2 separate regions of the Zea mays genome follow, and region 2 is linked to region 1. The links are chromatin contacts, called in public Hi-C maps. All regions are on one chromosome and are shown on one strand. The core of a region is the stretch at or near the end of the contact, and the rest is flanking DNA. Distances in the headings are between cores, read along the strand shown. Region 1 holds the start of LOC100283708 (CID11). Region 2 holds the start of LOC542719 (acidic ribosomal protein P1a).

Evidence for each region. Hi-C and Micro-C count contacts between places; a contact is called where the count stands out from the background.
Region 2: a Hi-C map of ear shows a contact between it and region 1, with 5 times the contacts expected there. The contact joins the promoter of LOC542719 here to the promoter of LOC100283708 in region 1. A contact is called at or near these places in 8 of 25 Hi-C or Micro-C datasets (bundle sheath, ear, endosperm and 3 more) and 1 of 3 datasets of contacts at active chromatin or transcription factors (leaf).

What each region holds. Positions count from the first base shown.
Region 1 is chr6:9,729,903-9,733,431 of Zm-B73-REFERENCE-NAM-5.0, reverse strand. LOC100283708 (CID11) reads left to right here and starts at 1,652. Exons shown (of 10, transcript NM_001156607.2): 1 at 1,652-2,585; 2 at 2,692-2,826. The coding sequence starts at 2,262.
Region 2 is chr6:9,879,179-9,883,131 of Zm-B73-REFERENCE-NAM-5.0, reverse strand. LOC542719 (acidic ribosomal protein P1a) reads right to left here and starts at 1,952. Exons shown (of 3, transcript NM_001112231.1): 1 at 1,853-1,952; 2 at 1,633-1,756; 3 at 667-1,015. The coding sequence starts at 1,921. The coding sequence ends at 879.

The DNA.
Region 1 (3,529 bases), core at 403-2,902:
TCTGCGCACTTGATCGATTATGTTAGTGATTTGAGCTCCGTTCTAGTTGTGAACTCTTTGTGCTTCATTTTGAGCTCAAGTCTTAGCTTGTGTGCGTGTGTGTGCTGCGGCTTTATGTGTGTTGCTCCCAACCTTACTCTTGTGCTTTCATTGAGATCTTTGTTGTAAGGGCGAGAGACTCCAACTTGTGGAGATTCCTCGCAAACGGGAAAAAGAGATAAAAAAGAAAAGCGGTGGTATTCAAGTTGATCATTGAATCACTTGAAAGGGGTTGAGTGCAACTCTCATCCATTGGAACGCCACAACGTGAAAGTAGGCAAGTACTACTTGGCCGAACCACGGGATAAAAATCACGTGTCTCTTGTGTGCTTTCTATTTGATTATCTGTGTTCACAAGAACTAACTTCAAGCTACTTAACCGTTCTAACTTTCATAATCAAGTTTTGTAGCTATTAGTTTTTGATTTTTACAGGATCACCTATTCACCCTCCTCTAGGTGCTCTCAATGCCACATTGACATTGCTAAGGAAGGATTCCATCGACAGCATAACTGCCCGCAGGCACATACTAGGAAGCAAAGTAGTAGTGCTACGTGTGGGACCCTGATAAGACGACGAGTTGACAAGGAGACAAGGTGGTGCTTGCAGTGGGCGGGTTAGGTCACTCACTAAACGACCACTCGATGATTGAAGGAGTGAGTAAGCCGCGAGTGAGCTAGTGCTAGTGGATGGAATCAAACGAGTCAAGTGGGAGTGAACTGAGCAGTGGAGTGTGGAGAAAAAGTTAGATCAAAACATGCTTTTCGTTAGATTTAGTTCCTGTTTATTTTAATTTAGGTATAAGAGGTTATAAAGCTGAGGTGTGGCCATAACCCATCGCTTGTGTCCGTCCTGAGCTCATACCAAAGTTTGGTTGACCTCTTTCAGAGACTATGTGAGACAACCATCATCTTCCAATACACAGAATGACAGTAAACATGGAATGTGACATAAGCTAAACTTGAGCGAGGAGAACCAAACACCTCCTTCGTGACTTCTGTATGCGATCTTGGATTTGAACCACCGATGGGACCTACCAAGCTATAAGCCTATAACCTTTGTTGGATTGACAATATATTCCATGATTGATCCTCAGAGGAAGGCCATTACGTTTACATTTAGCTGCCAGGCATATAGATGTACGAAGATAAAGCCGTTCTTTCTGCTATTTCAGCACTACTACTTGCTCTTCTGTATTCGTAGGCAGGGTTCAGCGCAGCAACCGAAAGCAGAAACCTGCCACTGCCTCGGCGATCCTTTGGGTCCGGGGAACACGACGCGGGAGAGCGTCATCTGGCTTTTGGGCCGCCGGGATGAAGGCGTGCGGGCCAGGCCAGGCCAACCAGCCAACAAACTGTGCCGATGGATAGAAAGGAATGGAGCCCGTCAGACTACTAGACTTGGCCGAAGCAGAACGCAACAACCTTCCTCGTCGTCTTTTTATTTCGTGCAAAGACCCTTGTGGTATCTCGTTTTCGCAACGGACGCCCCGCTGCGCTGCGTTTTCTGATACACCACACCGCACCACTTTTTTTTTTTTTCGGAAGGCGTTGTGCGACATGGAGGAGAGGGGCTTTTGGCTAAAGAGCCAGCAGGGCGCCGGGGGCGGCCGGCGAAGCAGCAGAAGGGAACAGGCGCACCACGGGACTGGGAGAGAGAGAGAGAGAGAGAGAGAGAAAGAAAAAAAAAGCAGCAGGCACCAGTGCATCGCCACCGTACCGGAGGGGGCAGCGCCCAAAAAAGGCAAACGGGAGGGTGGGCGAGCCTGCTCTTCCTGTCTGGGAGAGAGACCGAAGAAGAGGAGAGAGAGGCGCAGCGCAGCGCAGCGCAGGCGCGCATCTCCCCCCTCCCCTTGCCGGCTGGCCCCTGCTGCAGCTCTGCTCCGGTCGGCTCTGCCCCCCCGCTCTGCTGACTGCTCTGCCGCTGCTGCTGTCGCAGGCGCGCCACCAACCCGCCGATGCGCGCGTAGCGGCGTAGGTACCATCATCATCCATCCCCGCGACGACCCACCACCCACCCCTGCAGTCTGCAGCATCCCCTTCCCCACTCCCGGCTGGTCTGCTGCGGCCACCCCTGCGCCGATCCACCTCCGCTGCTTCCTGCCTCAATATATTCGCCCGCCTCGTCGCGTCCGACCCCGCCACAGAAGGCCTTCCAGAACCCTCCGACCCCTCACCTCCGCCCCGCTCCACTCTCCTCCTCCTCCCGGGCCGGCCGACTCCGATGGCCGTCGTCGAGGCCGCCGCCGCCGACCACGCCGCGCCGCCGCTCCAGGAGGAGGCACCGGGCGCGGGCGCGGGCGCTGGCGCCGACGCCGGGGAGCGCGAGATGCGGGATCTGGAGGACCTGCTCTCCAAGCTCAACCCCATGGCCGAGGAGTTCGTCCCGCCGTCCCTCGCCTCCCCCGCCGCCCTCACGCCCGCGCCGCTCTCCCCCGCCGCCTACGGCTTCTACCCGGCCGGCGCCGGCTTCGCGGTCGCCTCGCCGGGCCACGGCGGCGTCGTCGGCTTCCCGGCCGTCGCGGACGCCCACGCCGCACGAGGCAGGGTACGGACGCTCCTTCAGATTTTGGCCTGCCCCCCTCCCCCCTGCGGTCCTGCTCGCGTCGGTTCCGTTTCCGATGTCTCCCAGCTGATGATCCGCTCCGCTGCAGAAGAAGGGCGGAGCCGGAGGAGGGTTCAGCGGCCACGGTCACCCCGCCAGGAGGCGGACCAACAGCCGCACCAGCATGGCGCAGCGCGACGAGATCATCCGCCGCACCGTCTACGTCTCCGACATCGATCACCAGGTCCCCGATCCATTTCCTCCTCCCCCCCCGTGTCGTGTCGTGTCTAGTCTAGTCGAGCCAGTTGGGAATTTTCCCTCTCCCGCTAGCAGCCTACCTACCGATACCGATCGATTGACCGATCTCTGATGCCAATTTGTTATTTTCTTTCTCGTCGCACTAGCCGTGACGATTAATTCCGGGTTCTGTCCGTGCGTGCTCCTGGGCAACAGGATGAGATCACGAGAGCGGATGATGTTTTGTCATGAGCGTGATGGCTCGGGGAGCACAGGTTGGGGTGTGGCATACGCCACCACGCACGCAGTAGGCAGTACTAGAGGCATGGGCGTTGCCGCCCCCCGAGTATGAGCCATCCTTTTTGGCCGCTGCTTTGGTAGATTTTGATGCCACTTTGTGCTAGTTTATCTTGCTGCTGCTTGGCTATTTGTTCCGTGCGGAATCTGGAAAGCTGTGTGCTCTGTTCTGTTTTGCCTTTTGTGTGCTTGGCTGCCTGTGCTGCAGCGAGCCTTTAGTATTGTTCTTCTCTGGTGATGTGGTTCATCTTTCTTGGGTTCACCTGCCATGTGCTTCTGTCCGCTGCAGTGTGGCATCTCTCCTTTTGTTCGTGTGTTTTGTGTCATGGCATCTTATGTTGGGGTAGGATCTATAATATCATGTTGCTGGTTTCATCAAAGATGTTTATGGACTGTCTGATCACCTACGGAGC
Region 2 (3,953 bases), core at 703-3,202, 150 kb before region 1:
ATGAGGCCTTCTTTACACCTGTAAATTTATCATGCATCTTGTCCTCTTTGTGATCAGACTAAAGAAACCATTCAACACTGCCTAGTCACATGTGTTTTTGCTAGAGAAGTATGGACTCATTTATTCATTAATATGCGGTGGCACAATGACATATTCCTAAGGCCATGTTCGTTTGATCCCAAAACCATAGGGATTGAGGGGGATTGGAAGGGATTGGAGAGGATTTTGACTTGTAGGGGATTTAATCCCCCTCAATCCCTGTGGATGAGCACAAAACGAACAGGGCCTAAGTTGGTGGAGAAGCACTGTTAGGGCAGTTCCTAAGGAGCATCAAAAAGGTCTCAATTCCATAATTATTTTGGTTACTTGGAAAATTTGGAAGCACCGAAATGTTGTCTTTGAGGAGAGAAGGCCATTTGTTCCTGCTGTTATTCAAGAAGCTGTTTATGAAGGTGCCATTTGGTATAGGGGAGGTGCCGGTGCCCTTCAACAGCCTCTGGCACACGCGAGTTCAACCTTAAAAATGAGTTGTGGTGTTAGTGGTTAGGTGATTAGGTCATAGATGATGGTTGTGTAGCCGCATATAGGGTCTGTTGGTTTGGTGGCCTTAAGCACATCATATATTCTCATGTCATAGCCAACCGTGGTACCTGGGGCTCACCTTTTGGTAGCCTTTTTTCTTTTTTTAATGAACAGCAACAATATAGAAATTAGAAACAGGTTTCACCCTCATAAGATGGTTTGAGTTCATGCCATAGCCACATCTCAAAAACTCAAAACTTGGGTAGTTGTAACAAAAGCCTAGAGACATAACATAAGACAAGATAGTCTTTGACAGCACAAGTGAAATTTGCTAATGGCTGGGTGAGGGGGTCTCCTCAGTCGAACAGGCTGAAGCCCATGTCGTCATCAGACTCCTCCTTGGCCTCTTCCTTCTTCTCCTCGACAGCCGGGGCAGCAGCAGCCGCAGCACCACCAGCAGGTGCGGCAGCAGCAACTGGAGCAGCTCCGCCACCTACAAAACCATTTCAACACACCAAAACGATTAGTCCTTCTAGCATATAACTAGAGGTTCTTATATCAAAGCAAAGGGTGACAAATTCAACACAATCCACCATCCAATTCAAGTATAAACATGCACTGTTACAATCTTCAGTGCAGCTAAGGTTGGCACAAATTAAAGGTCCCATACTCCTGCATTCTGAAAATACCCAGGGCATTGTCTTGCATTTCAGTAATGCAATGAAGATTCAAACATATGCGCCATGTACAGTGTCAAATTAAACATTGAAACCCTAAGGTCCAATTCAGGTAAAGAGACAGATACTTGCTTCTCAGTTTATTGTAAGTATATAAATACACACTATCGTCCAATTGAGCCTACTGTCGAATCAAAGGTTCAATTACAGTGAATATGACGACTTATAATCATTCAAGTTGAATTTCTAGAACTGACAATGTCACATGGTTGGGTGATAAAAACTGTTTCAATACGTCTCGAACAAGTTTAAGATCAATAAAAGACAAGCAACATAACGAAATAAGCTAAATCTACAACGTCGCCACCACGAACTACCCACACATTGCAAACCCCGGGCATAATATCTTGAGGGGCAAAGGGGGGATGCATACCAGATCCAACGGAGAGGATGAGGTCCTCGACGTTGCGCTTCTCCAGGAGCTTGGCGAAGAGGGCCGGCCAGTAGGACTCGACCTTGATGTTGGCCGCCTTCACGATCGTGGCGATCTTCTCGGCCTGCCAAGAAGAGGAACAATCACGCATCTCCTCACCCGCTCAAAAAGAATAAGCGGGGAGATTTAAAAGAGCCGGCGGCGAGGGAGAAGGACGCACGGTGATGGCGATGCCATCGTCGCTGAGGATGAGAGCGGCGTAGGTGCAGGCAAGCTCGCCGGAGGCCATGGGTTCGTGCGGCTTCCACTCACCGGACGACGGATCTGCGGTATCTGCGAAGAGAGAACAACAAAGGGAGAGAAGTTAGTCTCCGAAGCGGCGGCGGGAAGAGACTGAGGCGACGGACGGCACATACCAGATTGAGAGAGGCGGTGAGGCGGCAGGGTGGATTCTAGGGTTCGGGCGGAGGCGGCGTGGGTGTGGTTATATAGGGGCTGGAATTGTTAGGGTTTTCGCGAGGCAGAAGCTTGGGCTGGCCTGGGCCTTATCGTGGGCTTTGTTCATTGCGTCGTCATCGCTCTTTGGTTTCTATATTTAGTCTCATCATTTTATTCCATTTTAGTGTATAAATTGTCAAATATAGAAACTAAAATAGAGTTTTGGTTTCTATATTTAACAATTTTGTAACTTAAATGGAATAAAATGTAGAGACTAAATATTAGTCACTAGAAACCAAACACCCCCTAAGAAGACATACAAGTCTCACTGGGTTAGGTAAAGACCAGACCATTCATCTTTTTTTGTTATTCCCTTTCAGGCCTTTCTGCTGTTTCGATTTGATTATGGCAAAGCCGCACTTCAAGATGGACACGTCTATGTCCAAAACTGCTTGATCAAGAGAAATATACAACCATTTTGAAACCTACAGGTTTTAGGATGAATTGGTGGTCCAAACAACAAGCACAGTGATGGACGCAGGACAAATTTTTAGGTGGTACGATATTGTAGACTAGACTATTAGATAAAAATAGTTTTATAATAATAATATGAAGGTTAAGTGATAATATCAGGAGTGAGCTAGAGAGGGGGAAGGAGCGGGGTAGCGAGGACAGGTGCTAGGGCAACGTATCTTATGCATATGGACATGGATGTGCACATATGCACGTCTTGAATCCTGACGCCTGGATGTGAGGGGCCATGACCGGCGACCGAGTGCGCTTGCGTTGCGGCAACCAGGTCCTCCCTCAAAATTTGGAGAAGGTTCTAGGAACATCTCGTGCAATTGTCCAGGGAAGAAGGAAAGCATGGGTTTTTTGCAACAAACAATTCACATCACACGAATGATGCAGGGGTTTAAGTGCTTAGTTGGCGGTGACCATAGAATCGTGGTTGAAGGAACATAATTGAAGACTAGTCAAGTGCTCGTACGTTATAACGACAAACAAAATATTCGACAAAATATTAATACATAACGATTACATAAAAACAAATACTACATATTATCGATCTCAATCTTGTAAATTCTCCGGCAACAACCAATACAGAATTTCAGGGGAGGTCGTGGGGAGGACGCAGGGAGATGGCGTGGGGATGGAGGTTGGGGACAAAGATGGTGTGGGAAGGGAGGCGGGACAAAGAAGTACGTAGGGCAGCGAGTTGATTCAATAGAATTTCATGGAGTATTTGTAAAAGTAATTCATATTATTGGCAGCTTTGGTTATATCAACAACTAACCAATCACGATGATATATATTTCCCTTGAGACTGATTCTAAAGGTGCATCATAAAAGCACATTACTGCTTTTGTTTATCTGAATATTTTAGTAATCTAAATTGATGAATGTATTTGTAGCAAATACATGTTAGCGACATGACATATTTGTGGTTCACATAGGAGCAGAAGATAACCTCAACCAAAATGCCATGTGTTTCTATTTCTAACCAGCAGGAGCTTTGTACATCACAAAAAATATTGCATAAATGAATTTCTATCAAGATGATAAGGAGCATCATAAGTCTCTGCAACAAATAGCATCGTGTGTTAAATTCACCACTTACTGTAACTTTTATGTCGAAGAAGTAATTGAGAATAGCATCAAGCAGACAATTGTAGTAAAAAAATCGATGCTCCTTCCAAAACTTGAAGCAAGAAAAAATAGAGGGGGAAAACAAAAATATCTAGATAGCAATAAACAAAAAATATCTATGCACAGGTAGCTTCACCAGATCGATGTACATCTACAACTAGCAAGGTGCTAGAACCAATTTTACGTCAAAATTGAAGGGTCACAACCACGTTTAGGTTAGTTGGAGACTCATC